Linked DNA regions of Mus musculus: region 1 is linked to region 2. Evidence: chromatin contacts called from public HiChIP or PLAC-seq data. All regions are on one chromosome and are shown on one strand. The core of a region is the stretch at or near the end of the contact, and the rest is flanking DNA. Distances in the headings are between cores, read along the strand shown. Region 1 holds the start of Suclg1 (succinate-CoA ligase, GDP-forming, alpha subunit). Region 2 overlaps Dnah6 (dynein, axonemal, heavy chain 6).

Region 1 (6,934 bases), core at 2,786-5,285, 82 kb after region 2:
TCAAAACACCAAAAAAAAAAACCAAAACAAAACAAAATAAGTCAGAAACACTCATGCCAATTATAATCCCGTTTCTGCAACTGCTCACGTGGCCTTAGATGTTATTTATAACTACCTTCTTCTACTACCCTTTCTGTATTTTCTCAACCCTCAGCAGGTTTTAGCAGGTTTTAGTTTTCCTGGAGGAGTGACCTTTATTCATGGATCTGTGCCCTTTGCCACCCTGCCTGGATTGGGCTGTGGTAGTTTCCCATTGACTTTAATCTCAGGATATGGAAGCGCCCAGAGATGCCCTGTAGGATCTTCTGTACTCCACACATACTTTGACTTATCTCCGTTGTCAATCCGATTTTCTCTTGGTAACCTGGGTTGATCACCCCTCTAACACTGTGTATTTCTTTCTTAGCCTGTTGAGAAGCCCAGATGGCCAGGGGGAAGCCTGAGCTTCCAGTTCCAAGGCATGCTTGGTGTATCTCCTGGCAGGAGTCTGAATCAGTGCTCCCATCTCTGAATCAAAAACGTCTAGGCCACCAGAACTTACCTTCTCCAGAACAGGAAGTATACATTTTCCTAGTGCGTCACTAGGGGTGATAGCAAGTGGAACCATTCCCTTTCCACTCTTTGATGCCTGGGCCTGTGGATCCTGGCTATAGGAGAAACCATAGCATATATTGGATCCTGACTCAAAGCATGTGCTGCCTTCTGGAGAACCCTGCCCCAGTCTTCCAGGCTGCTGCTACCTAATTGGCCTTGTTAAGTGTGTCATCAAAAGGTGTCTTCATTTCATTTTTCTATCAGACCAGCTGCTTCAGGATGGTGGGTAACATGGTAAGACCAGCGAATTACATAATCATTAGACCCACTGTCGCACTTCTCTGGCTGGAAAGTGAATTCTTAGGTCAGAAGCAATAGAATACTATGATGGTGGATACAGCATTCTGTAAATCTATGGATGGTGGTTTTAGCAGAAGTATTAAATGCAGGAAAGGAAAACCCAGAACAAGAATGAGTAGCTAGTCCAACAAGGACAAAGTGTTATCCTTCCCACAGAAGTGGTTAAAGGCAGTCAACCTGCCACCAGGTAGCAGGTTGGTCACCCTGGGGAATGGTACTATATCTGGGGCTTGGTATTAGTCTCTGGTATTGGCAGATCTGGCACTGGCACTAAGCAGCAGCTGTAGCCAGGTCAGCCTTGGTGAGTGGAAGCCCATGTTGTTGAGCCCGTTCCTAACCTCCATCCCTGCCATCATGACTACTTTGTTCATGGACCTATTGTAATAGTACAGCAAAGGCTAGGGAAAGTTGATGACTGTCCACAGAATGGGTCATCCTATCTTCTCGGTGATTGAACTTCTCAGATGAAGTCACCTTTTGGTGAGCATTAACGTGGGATACAAGTATCTTTGCATCCTTTTATCAATATACTTCTTCCCCAGATGTCTTTCTCACCAATTTTCCAATCATCTTCTTTCTTTGTCTCTGACCATCTAGCCAACCCACTGGCTACAGCCCACGAATCAGTGAACAATAGTGCAATCTGGCCATGTGTGATGGATTATATATGCTTAGCCCAGGGAGTGGCACTATTAGGAAATGTAGCTTTGTTGGAGTAGGTGTGTCACTGTGGGTGTGGGCTTTAATACCCTAGTCCTAGTTACCTGGAAGTGATTCTTCTCAGAGCAGCCTTCAGATAAAGATATAGAACTCTCAGCTCCGCTTGCACCATGCCTGCCTGGATGCTGCCATGCTCCTGCCCTGATGATAGTGGACTGAACCTCTGAACCTGTAAGTCAGCCCAATTAAATGTCCTTGTAAGAGTTGCCTTGGTCAAAGTGTCTGTTCACAGCAGTAAAACCCTAAGTCACCATTTAGACTTCCAAACAAATTGTAATACTATGTATACTATTGAAGCTCTGTCCACAGTGAAGATTTCCCTTCACTGGTGTCTTTCAGGGTTGTCCCCAAAAGAGTTTGTAATGCTGCAGCTGTCTATTTCTGGGTGATGCCTGCATAATGTACAGAACCATCAGGGAACCAGGCCCCAGTCTTCTCTTCTCAGCCAGCTGATCATAGGGGATATACCTTGAGGCTATAGGTGTGTGTGTGGCAGCAGACAGCATTGTAATGTGAGTGGAAACCATAGGCATTTGGAGAACTTCTTCATGTAATTTGCTTGTGCCTTCAGGACCTGGTTGGGCCAGATCACATATATACCACTTCCATTTATTAATAGATTGCTACTGTGCACATCCTGCTTTATGACTGGTGGATCAGATAATTTCCAGTGCATGATGAGCAGCTTACAGAGTACCTTGAGGTTATATAGTAACTTGGTGTCCCATTGTCAAACTAAGTCCCAATAGCAGGCTAACAGCTGCCTCTTAAAGGGAGAATTGTCTACAGATGATGATGAAGCCTTTCTCTAAAATCCAAAGGTCTCTTCTGTGACTCACCTAGGGGCCTGCCAAAGGCTCCAGACAGCATCCCTGCCTGTCACTGAGATCTCAAGTACCATTGGGTCTGCTGGATCACCTGAGCCAAGTGGTAGTGTGCTTGCTTGCACAACAGTCTGGACTTCTTCAAGAGCGTTCTCTTGCTCCAGGCCCCACTTAAAGTTAGTAGCTTTCTGAGTCACTATGGACTGGAGTCACACACCCAAGTGAAGAGGGTGCTGCATCCAAAATCCAAACAGGCTCAGTAAACACCGTGCTTCTTTCCAGTGGGAGGGGCCAGACACAATAACTTTACAATAGAAGGATAGCTCTGCATGCCCCAAACCACTGCACTCCTAAGAATTTCACTGAGTTAGAAGGTTCTTGAATTTTGGTTGAATTTACGTGTTACCCATGAATTCAAACTGGCTGCTATCCACTACTCACTTGGTCCAATCAGCATAATGTTGTCAATATAGTGTACACACACACATATTTACAATCTATACTATATGTTATATATACTATGTATTACACATTTTGTTAAATAAATGAAACAAAATGCTTAATTATTAAGTAAAGATTCAGTGAAAAATTTCCTCCTTAAAACCATTGTTCGCGGGCTGGAGAGATGGCTCAGAGGTTAAGAACACTGGTTGTTCTTTCAGAGGTCCATGAGTTCAATTCCCAGCCACCACATGGTGGCTCACAACCAAGTGTAATGAGATCTGGTGCCCTCTTCTGGCTCACAGACATACTGCAGACAGAACACTGTACATAATAAGTAAATAAATAAATCTTTAAAAAAATGTTCACACTGGACCTATTTGGAAAGCACTGATATTTAACTTTACCACAAGGGCAGGATCTACAAGACAAGTACACATGAGAATGGTGCGAATTATAATGACGACCTTACTGAGCTAAAATAACTTTATTGATTATACTGATAAGGAATCTTAGGAACGCGGTTTTAGACAAGAAACGTGGTGCTTTGGCTCAAGGACTTGCTAAGGTTTTAAAAGAGTGGAGTGAATAATTTGTTCCAATTGGGCACAAATCCTATTTGATCTCGAGTTGTAGTCCTTAGGATTTTAGAAAGAGGCATAATTAGCATTAGTAAATAATTAGCATTAGTCGAAGGCAGTGCGCCAGTTTGTTTAATAAAGAGATTCCTGCTTCAGGAAACTGTCAGCTAAGGGGCTTTTTAATTTTAAGTATTTGGTCACTTTTCCTTTTTTCTTTTGCCGGCCACTAGTGCGGATAATTTCCGGAACCGTACAGGGAGGACAAGAGGAGTACAATCTTCTCTGTAACAGGTCAGAAAAAAACAAAGTGCAGGATCACGGTCTGGCACATAGCATTGCTGCCGGCGCCTCCCCTCAGCGTTTGTCACGGCTTTTCCTGGGCGCCCACGCCGGAGTTTAAATCGCTTCCAACCCCTTCCCTTTCAGCACGCTGCTTACTCGGAAAAAAAATACATTTCCCACAACACCACGCGCCGGCCGGGCCTCTCATGGGCTGTCCCACACATTGCCGTTATGTTTATGGTTACCCAAGCCCACATCTACTAAAGAACAGAGCTATTGTTTGCTTTTCAAACGTCATCCTTCTTGTTCTTTTCCACTTGTAACGTTCACTGTTTGAGAAGAGACTCCGAGGAGCGTAAGATATTCAGGCTACTCCTCTAGACACCTTTCTGCGCGAGCCTGAGCCCATGCCAAGGTCCCGGGGTCCTGAGAGTGTCATTGGGGGATGACCGCAACAGTAGTTGCTGCGGCTGCCACTGCAACCATGGTCTCCAGCAGCAGCGGCCTCGCCGCCGCCCGCCTGTTGTCGCGCACCTTCCTCCGTGAGTCGTGCCGGCCCGGCTCTGTCCTCCATGCTTGCGTAGACCTCGGGTTCCTGATTCTGGCCCCGGCGGTGTCCGGGCTCTTCCGGGCGGGCCCTCGGAAGGGGCGAGGGAGCCACCGGTCCAAACGCCAGTGGCAGACCTCGGGGGTGGAGGGGGCTTTGTCCGATGGGGTCGTGGATCGGCCGATGCACTTCGCAGGGCGCCCTGCAGACACGGCAACAATATCCTAGTTCCCTCGGTGACGGGGTGTGTGTGTGTGGAGGCGGGGGGGGGGGGGTGAGGTGGAGGTGGCCTCTGGGCTGGCCCTTACTTGGAGCCAAGGCTAAAGAGGTCCAGGATGAACTCTGCTGGGAGTGTGAGCCCCCGGGTTGAAGAGGTTGTAATTTGTCCCGAAAGATTCTGCACTTGGAGTTGACCGTTCTGTTGAAGTGGTAGGGCCAACGGAAAGGTGGTTTCTGCACCCAGAGTCAACGTGGCCCCGTAGGAGCTTGGAAGCTGACCAATGATGTGTCGCTCTTTACGAGACTCCAATGAACACCTCAGTTTCTGAGAACCAATCTCCCAGGGTTGCTATCCTGCAATGCTGACTCTTGAAAAGTAGTGCTGCGTTCAAAGTCTCTGTGTTAGGTACGATAGGAAACAGCTTGGGAACCGGTCATGTCGTTTTTGAAGTCTGGCCAATCATTCGTATGTGTATAATAGTCTTTTTTTAAAAAGTGATTTCTCGATGGATGTGGTGGCCCACACATTTAATTCCTGCATTTGGGAGGCAGAGGCAGGTATGCGGGTCTTTGTGAGTTCGAGGCCAGCCTGGTCTACAAAATGAGTCCCAAGAGAGCCACAGCTGTTACACAGAGAAACCCTGTCTTGAAAACAAAACGAAATGAAACAAACAAAAGCCTACTAAACAAACAAACAAACAAACATCTCTCAAGTAATAGCTTGGTTTGTGAAGCAGAGCATTGTCCTGCCTATCACTAACAGGAGAAATGATTGCCGATTAAAACTGTGATGAGTGATTGGTTGTCAGGTTTATCCAGATCTAGGAGATGTTAAGAAGTAATGAGTGGTTTGGTTTCATTGTGTAGAATAAGTGAGTCAGTTTACTGCTCAGAAATAGACACTCATGTAACACTCTTTTCTTTGTGACATCTTGTTTCCTCTCGCATCAGATAGTAGGTGAGACTTAGTTTCTTTCTTGGGTATCCTAAAAGTGTTCAAGGATAAGTGTGCACCCAGTAGCTGTACCTCATTGCCAGGTCATTTGAGGACAGAGGTCCGACTTGGTAACTTTGCCAAATGTGAAAGAGTTGAGTGTATTTGGGAACGTTTTCTGGAGCACCTTCTTGACTGATTAAAAGGATACCTCAATGTGCTCCAAATAGAAGGGAAGGAAGGCATTAGTTGTGCCAGTAAGTGCTGTGGCTGGTAGAGTTTGAACACTTGTGTGTTGGGTATGGCCTAAGCCAGCTTATTTGGAATCGTTTGTGGGTTAAGATGTGGAACACCAGATGTGCACATTAGCTAGTTTTCTGGAACACTCACCTATGCACCAATGTCTCTCTCTGCTGAGGTCTTTCTGGTCCAAGACCCAGCCTCCATCCAGAAGGTCTGCTGTGTTAATAGAGGTGTTTCCAGAAGAGGAATGTCTAGGTGATTTGGTTCCTTAAATTCATCCTTAGCAACCCTCACCCCACAGAACTGAACGTCTTTCATCCTAGACTGCAAGACTGAAGGCCTAGAAGAGATTTAGCTTTCTGTTGCTGGAGGCATGCTGTTAAAACTCTGAGGGATCTAAGATCTAAACTAGGATATTTTTGTATTAGTAGTATTAGTATTAAGGTTACAAGTGACTAATGTTTAAAAACCTCTTAGTTGGCAGACCTTGGAATTCTCTCACACCTGCAATATTTCCAAGCCACTGCAGTGGCCATGTTGTCTCACAAGTTAGTGCTGCTACTGTTTTCTCCTCCTTCTCTTCCTCCTCTTCTTTCTCCTCTTCCTCCTCCTCTTCCTCCTCTTCCTCCTCCTTCTCTTCTTCCTCTTCATCTTCCTCCTCTTTCTTTTCCTCTTATTCTTCCTCCTCCTCTTCCTCTTCTCCTTTTTCTTGTTACAAATTATTTAGGCTTTTAGGTTAAAATAAGATGATAGGAATCCCACCTCCACCCTGTTCTTAAATTTTAGCTGATGGCACATAATGTGTTGAGGTCCCAAGTTTTGCAGTGTTGATTTGAGTTAAAAGAGATAAAAAGACAAACAGCCCTAGGTGCTACAGGGCTCTATTGAAGGGCAACTAAGAGACTGCTAAGCTGCCCTCGACCCCTCACACACATTTAATGGCTTAGGAGAGCAAGGGACAATCTTGTTGATGTGGGGAGGATATGGAAATGAGGATGATTTTGACGAGAATATGTAAGAACTTTACAAGCATCACTGAGATTAAAATGAAGTTTGAAAAGAAACCTAAAGTTTGCTAGAGTCTTTAAAACTATCAACCAGGAGGTACTATAAATCACATCTTTCTGAATAATTAATAAGAGCAGGTATTATTTTGATCTTAGAATTAGGATATTTTGATGTCAGAAAGTTGATCTTACAATCCAGTTAGTTCTGCTGTTTGGTTTGGCAAATGAGGAAACAAAGCCAG
Region 2 (7,050 bases), core at 1,759-4,258:
TCCTAAATGGGGGGGGGGGGAGTAAGGAGAGGGAAAAAGTAAGGGGATGACCCCTGAAAGCTGTGAAATCTTGCACACAGTATAGCATTTCATTTGAGAAAATATGGCATGATATTTTCTTACAATGTACATATCCTGACCATATCACTGTTGGAGAGCTCTGGGGCATTCCCTTTTGGATGCTCAGTCTTTGGTGGTGGGGATGGAGGGATAGATGAGTTTTCAGATTGACTGCTTTCCTTCTGGGCTCCTAAGCTTTGGTGATGGAAGAGGCAGGTATGTGTGTAGTGGCTGCTGGAGGGAGGGTGGAGAGGTTTAAGGTCACAGAACAACCTCCTCTAACCACATGGAGTGTAGAGCAACCTTGTAGAGACGAAGAATGAAGACATCCTGAAGGATTTTTATTACCATGTTTATTGATTCATATGTGTGTATGTGTGTGTGTGTGGGGGGGGGGGCAGATACAGGTGACTTTGGAGACCAGAAAAGGTCATCTGATTCCCTGGAGATGGAGTTATAGGTCATCCATTGTGTGTGCTGAGAACTGAAGTCCTGTCCTCTGGAAGAGCAGCAGGTGCTTTTTAACTGTGGAGCCATCTCTCCAACTCCTGAAGGTGTGTCCAATGAAAAATCATGTAAAGACTGCTTTGGATTGGATGTGAGGAAACTCCCATTGAACTGACTGAACAGAGATTGTTGGATTCTGTGATTAAACTCGAGCATTGGTATTGGGGATGTGATGGTTTGAGTGAAAATAGCCCCCATAGGGAGTGATACTGTGAGGAGGTGTGGCCTTGTTAGAGTAGATATAGCCTTGTTGGAGGAAGTGTATTACTGGGCATGGGCTTAGAGGTTTCAGATGTGCAAGCCAGGCTCTCTCCTCTCTCCTCTCTCCTCTCTCCTCTCTCCTCTCTCCTCTCCCCCTCCTTCCCCTCCTCTCCCCTCCCCTCTCCCCTCCCCTCTCCCCTCTCTCCTCCCCTCCCCTCCCCTCCCCTCCCCTCCTCTCTCTTCTTCTTCTTCTTCTTCTTCTTCTTCTTCTTCTTCTTCTTCTTCTTCTTCTTCTTCTTCTTCTTCTTCTTCTTCTTCCTCTCTCTCTCTCTCTCTCTCTCTCTCTCTCTCTCTCTCTCTCTCTCTCTCTCTTTCCTGCCTGCTCTGCTGATCCAATGTAGAACTATCAGCTCCTTCTTCAGCACCATGTTTGCCTGAGTGCCACCATGCTTCCTGCCATGATGATAATGGACTAAACCTCTGAACTGTAAACCAGCTCCAATGAAATGCTTTCCTTTATAAGAGTTGCTGTGCTCATGGTGTCTCTTCACAGCAATAGAAGCCCAGAGTCAGATGGGTTGGGGAGTGAGTGGTTAGCCTCGACTCCCATTAATTCCACCAAAGCCATCCATGCTTTGGCTTTTCTCAAATGATTGACAGCTGCAGAAGGGAGTTCAGGTTAGAAGCAGCTATGAAGGGAGAATAAGATGCAACATATGAAAAAAGTAAGCTGTTGCTATCTCAGGCTCTGTGTGTGTGTGTGTGTGTGTGTGTGTGTGTGTACAGTACATGTTCACTCTATAGGTATGAGGAAGGCATGAGCACATGCTTGCATTTGAGTGAATGTGCCATACACTGTGACATGTGTAGAGATTAAAGGACGGAGTACGGTGCTGATCCTCCCTTCCATCTGGTTTGAGAAGGATCTGTTGATTGCCATGGCACACACCAGGCTACTTGCCCTGGAGCCCCCAGGGGTTGTCCTGTCTTGGCCTCCTGTCTTGTAGGGATCCTGGGATTACGGTGGCTTCACATGGGTGTGGGGAATCTGAACTCAGGTCCTCATACTTGTCCTCCCTGAGCCATTGCTCATCCCGTTGTTTTTCTTTAGAGATCCCCCCTAATATTATGGTAAAAACACATAACATGAGATCTGGAAATTTTTATGCATATAGTACTGTTAACTATGCTGTGCTAAAAACATAGTAGCAGACTTCCACTGCTTTTCAATTCCATGTTTATGAAAAATTACACTTTCTGAGCAAGCAACCCTCAGTTCCGCAGCCAATAGTGATCACGGTGGTAGTTTCCACGTCGGTGAGAGTGCTTTAGGCATTTCACACACTATTTGATCTTCTGTGATTGGCTCATCATTGGTAATCATCACAACATATGACATAATTTGATTTTTCTCTTTCCTCTTTGGTGTGCCTGTGCCTATGTGTATGTTCATGTTTGTGCATATGCAAGCATGTTCAAGTGAGGAGACTATTTTTCAGGTTATAACTAACTAACCAGCTGATTAATTGCTTTCATATAAAGCCTCTCACTGGCCTGGAATTTACCAAGTAGTCCACACTGTCTGACCAGAATGTCCTGGGATCTAGGTGTCTTTGCCCCCACTGGCTCTGGGATTATAACATGGATTATAACATGTGTTATACATGTGGATTCTTTAAATCATGAGATCTAAGGATAAAACTCAAGTCGTTGTGATTGTGCAAAACAAACAAACAAACAAACAAACAAACAGCCTCTTTCCTGGCTGAGCCATCCCTAACCTTTTTTTTCTTTTTCCTAATTTTAAAATTTTGTTTTGTTTTTAACTATGTGTATCTCCGTGTGGATTTGTGCACATGCGTGCAGGTGCCCAAACAGGTCAGATTTCCTGGGGCTGGAGTTACAGGCAGGTGTGAGTCACCCAATCTGGGTACTAGGAGCCAAACTCGGGTCCTCTGCAAGAGCAGTATGAGCTCTCAATCTCCAATCATCTCCCAGTCTGGTTTTGCTTATTTTCTTAACTGGCATACACTCATGGTGATTTCTTTCAAGCTCCGTGAGCATTTCTACTCTGGTACACTGCCTATAGTGTACTCTCTTTTTCCTTCCTGATAATCTTTCTTCATCTCCCTTCTGGTCACATACACGGATTTTTAAATGCTATCTATATAGAAGCTGGAATCCACAAACTCGAGGAAACCCATGGTATTTGTGGTTTTGACTTACTTCACTTCATGTGATGATCTCCATCTTTTTTTCTGGATATGACATAATTTTGTTCTTCCTTATGGCTGCGTAGAACCCCATTGTGTATACACATCCCGTTTTCTTTACTCATGTGTCTGTTGGTGAGAATCTAGGCTGATTCTATAGCTTCACTGTTGTGAGTGGTGCAGCACTACATATGGATGTATAGCTATCTCTATGGTGTGTTGAGTTAGAGTCCTTCAGATATGTACCCAGGAGTGACATAGATGCATCACAGGCTTAGTGTTTGAGAAACCCCCATGCTGGTTTCCATAGCTGTTCACTTAATTTGCATTTGCACCTGCAGTGAATATCTGCTCCCTTCCCCCACAGCCTCAGCATCATAATTAATAGCAATCATTCTGAAGAGGGTGAGATGGATTGCAATGCACTTGCAGTATTCACTTCCTTGATGAATGGGATGTTGAGTATTTTTTTCTTACGTCTATTGGTCATTTGTATTTCTTCATTTGAGAACTCCCATTTCATTCCATTATCCCACTCATTAAGTTGTTTATTTTTTGTATATTTAGTGCTTTGAGTTCACAATAAATTCTAGATGTGAATCTGTCAGACATATAGTTGCAAATGTACAGTCTCTCCTATTCTACAGGCTGTTCCTTCACTTCGTTTCCTTTGCTGTGCAGAAGTGTGTTAATTTCATGCAGCCTCATTTGTCAGCATTTGGTTTTACTTCTTTAGCAGAGTCCTCTCCAGAAAGCCCTTGCCTCTGCTGACACCTTGAGGTGTTTCCCATGACAGCTCTAGGCCTTACACTGAGGTCTTTTACCCATCTCTAAAAACTTGATTTCGTACAGGGTAAAAGATAGGGGTCTTGTTTCATTTTTAATATATAGATACCCAGTGTTTTTAGTACCATTTTTTGAAGATGCTTCCCTCCCCGCCCCCATGTATGTTTTTGGTGTTTCTGCCAAAATCCAGGTGGCTGTGGTTATGTGGGTTTAATTCTGGCTCCTTTGCACTATTCCACTGACCTACGTGTCAGCTTTTGTGCAACTAGCATTCTGGGTTTGTGCTCATGGCTCTGCAGCTCTGTGGTGCCCAGCATCGTTGTTTGTGCTCAGTTATCCAGGGCCTTCTGTGCTTCCATAAGGGCTTTGTTCCCTCACTCAGGTTTTACAAGTCTCATTGCCTGGCACAGAGCACATCACTCTTCAGATTATTTTACTAAGCTCTGGCCTCTGGAGCAGACCTGCCTAAGGACAGGAGTGTGCAGGTGTGTCGCCAAGTGAGGCACAGGTGCACTCCACCAAGTGCACCATCCTTTCATTTACCTTGTTGCTCTCTGTTGATGCTGTTTAAGGCATGGGCATCTCTTGGATCTCCTCTTTCTTTTCACCCTTAGCATTTCGAACCTACCTTTTGGGACTCATCTTATCTTCTGGCTCATCTCTTTTTTTGTGTGTAATAACAGGACAATTTAGGTAAAGCTCATGGAATCAAAACTCATCCAGATGCTAAAGACACTTGAATTTTACTTGAGAAAAGCTAGAGGGCTTTAATTAACCACATTTTGAAACGCATACACATTTTAACATAGAAACTGCGGGGAGGGGGGGAGTGGCTGAGAATTTCCCAAAACAAGAGGATATTTTGTGCCTCACAGATACTATTATTTTTGCATACATACGTGTTTGCAATACACATGCTAATGTGTGTGTATGTGTTTGCATGCTCATGTGCATGTAGAGACCCACGGTTGATGTCAGACATTCCTTGATTGCTATCTGTCTGATATTTTGAAGCATTGAACCCAGAACTTGCCAGTTCTTCTAGTCCAGCTAGCTAACTTGCCTCAGGGATACCCTGTCTCCAACTCCCAATTGATGGGGTAACAGGCAGGCTGCTACCCCCATCTGGCTTTTACACAGATGCAGGAGCAGGAGATCCAGACTCACGCCCTTACACTTGTGCATGGAGCACTTCACCTGCCATGTCTCCAGCCCTCTTGTGTACTAATCCCCCTTGGTGTGCTTGTGGAACATTGACCAGCCACTGTCCGCTGAGTGGCTCTGGTCACCTTGTTGAGGGGACTTATGCATAAATACATATTTGTGCATGCATTCGAGAAGCAGATGTGATCAGCTGCAGTTACCTTGAAATTCTTCTGGTAGGATTTGTACTGAAAGGCGCGTTTCTGAAGGTCATCCAGAACGGACTGCAGGTCACTCAGCATCGTCTTTATTTTCTCCTGGTCAGCACTGATATCCAAGATCTGAGGGTCCTATAAAGTCAATGTGGGTTTTGGTTAGGCAGCTTGATTGTTCGTGAAGATTAGGTAGATCAATAGACATGTTCCCCAAAATGCATTTTCCCTCATTCTCTTTCTGTCTCTTATAAACTATGTTAAAAAAACAAAATGGTTGTTTCTTTTAATGTTATAAATCAGCATAGGAAAAAGTAGAGACATGGAAATAGGAACTCAGTGCTGTTTTAAAACAGAATGTAGGGGCTGGCAAGATTGCTCAGTGGGCAAAGGCACCCACAGCCAACCCGAATGACTTGTTTCGTCCCTGGGATTCACATAGTGAAGAGAGGACGGGTGCTAGTGTGTAAGATGTCTCCTGACTTTCATATACATGTGCCCTAGCTCACGTGTGCCCATCCTACCCCCCCCCCCACACACACCATCATAAAATAGAACCTAGTACAGTCTCCTTCATTTCCTACTTGAACATAAAAGAAGCTGTGGGGATCTGAGTGTGTCAGGGCAGAGAAGAGATGGCTGTGATATAAAGAAAGTTTCCTTTCCAAAATAAAGCAACAGAAAACACTTTGAATTATGAGAGACACTAAGGAAAATCAGATCCTCTCAGTATTTGCTCACACTGTGTACTAGGCACCAGGTGTGCCTGAGTTCCCCTGCTAGCAGACCAAGCAGCTACGTAGATGCACCCAGGGGTGGGCAGGCTTCCGAGCTCTGATCAGAAGCAGCAGTATCCTCCAGTTCAGTTCACCTCTGATGCTGTCTATCTGGAGATACCTTGGATGCCACAGGTTGAGGGCGCACTCCCAAGGCTATTCTTTTTATCCCAACTGCAAACCCCAGATTGCTCTGCCTGTGCTTATGACTAAGTGAGGTTCCCACGACTCCTCTTTAGAGCCCTCTAATTTATCAGAGTGGTTCATGGAATGTAGAAAGACAGTTGTACTTCAGCATCTTAAGAAAGACTGTGATGATGGGGCCAGATGGAGAGACTCAGATCGAGGCGTGGGGGACAGGGGATGGGGCTTTGCACCTCCCTTGGGACTTACTTTTCAGGTGTTTGACTATCATGAGACTTTGCAAACCCAGGCCTTTGGGCTTTATATTTAGAATTAATTACATGAACATACTTGGGATATAGAATACTTCATTGAAGCATGACCAGGCAAAACCAGTAAGATCTAGTGCTAGTGGGCTGAACCCAGCATGGCTTGTTTAGAACTATCTTGACCTCTGTGCAGAATTCTTTTTTCTTAGGCTGCATCAACACCCCTTTTAAAAGGTGTGTGTGTGTGTGTGTGTGTGTGTGTGTGTGTGTGTGTGTGTGTGTGTGTAAGGGGGTGCCTTATGAGCTACTATCAGAAAATGTCTTTATGGTCATCTCTAAGATTGAAATGTTGGGGAGTATTAGAGTGCACTTTCAGTTCATGTGCCACGGTTGGCCAAGAGAAACAATAGTTTCTGTGGCCTCCCTAGGAGAGAAAAGGGAGATGGAGAGGGGGACCTGGTTACCTGCCACACCCAGGCATTGTAACAAGACTCCATTACTTGTCACCACTTCAAAGGTATTCCAAGGCTTCTTCAGGCATCAAGGGCAAGGTCAAGGACCCTCATCCTCCTGTTTGCATCATGTGGAGATTTAGACAGGGGCAGTCCCGCAGGCTCATAGATTTGCATGCTTAGTCCCCGATCGGTGAACTGTTTGAGAAGGATTAGAAGGACTAGGAGGTATGGCCTTGTTGGAGGAGGTATGTAAATGGGGGGAGAGGGGCTTTCAGGTTTCAAAAGCCCACACCAGGCTTAGTATG

What was found. HiChIP or PLAC-seq counts read pairs in DNA pulled down with a chosen protein or histone mark.
Region 1: an H3K4me3 HiChIP or PLAC-seq map of bone marrow-derived macrophages shows a contact between it and region 2, with 2.9 times the contacts expected there. The contact joins the promoter of Suclg1 here to the enhancer-like site in region 2. A contact is called at or near these places in 3 of 39 promoter capture datasets (the HPC-7 cell line, hippocampal neurons and trophoblast stem cells), 2 of 15 datasets of contacts at CTCF or cohesin (CD8 T cells and the NIH/3T3 cell line), 13 of 484 Hi-C or Micro-C datasets (CD4 T cells, CD8 T cells, the HPC-5 cell line and 8 more), 5 of 115 datasets of contacts at active chromatin or transcription factors (bone marrow-derived macrophages, embryonic stem cells and extraembryonic endoderm stem cells) and 2 of 9 other capture datasets (embryonic stem cells and liver).

The regions. Positions count from the first base shown.
Region 1 is chr6:73,244,470-73,251,403 of GRCm38.p6, forward strand. It overlaps Suclg1 (succinate-CoA ligase, GDP-forming, alpha subunit), which reads left to right and starts at 4,036. Exons shown (of 9, transcript NM_019879.3): 1 at 4,036-4,284. The coding sequence starts at 4,188. It overlaps Gm38834 (a long non-coding RNA gene), which reads left to right and starts at 4,294. Exons shown (of 2, transcript XR_869182.3): 1 at 4,294-4,914.
Region 2 is chr6:73,163,698-73,170,747 of GRCm38.p6, forward strand. Dnah6 (dynein, axonemal, heavy chain 6) reads right to left here. Exons shown (of 77, transcript NM_001164669.1): 16 at 5,132-5,260. Among named protein-coding and RNA genes, the nearest start is that of Gm24533, 26 kb to the left of the region's middle. Within about 2 kb of position 3,009, at least 5 of the 459 cell types and tissues checked have an H3K27ac peak or open chromatin away from gene starts, as enhancers often do. A contact at or near this core is called in bone marrow-derived macrophages, where this site is marked.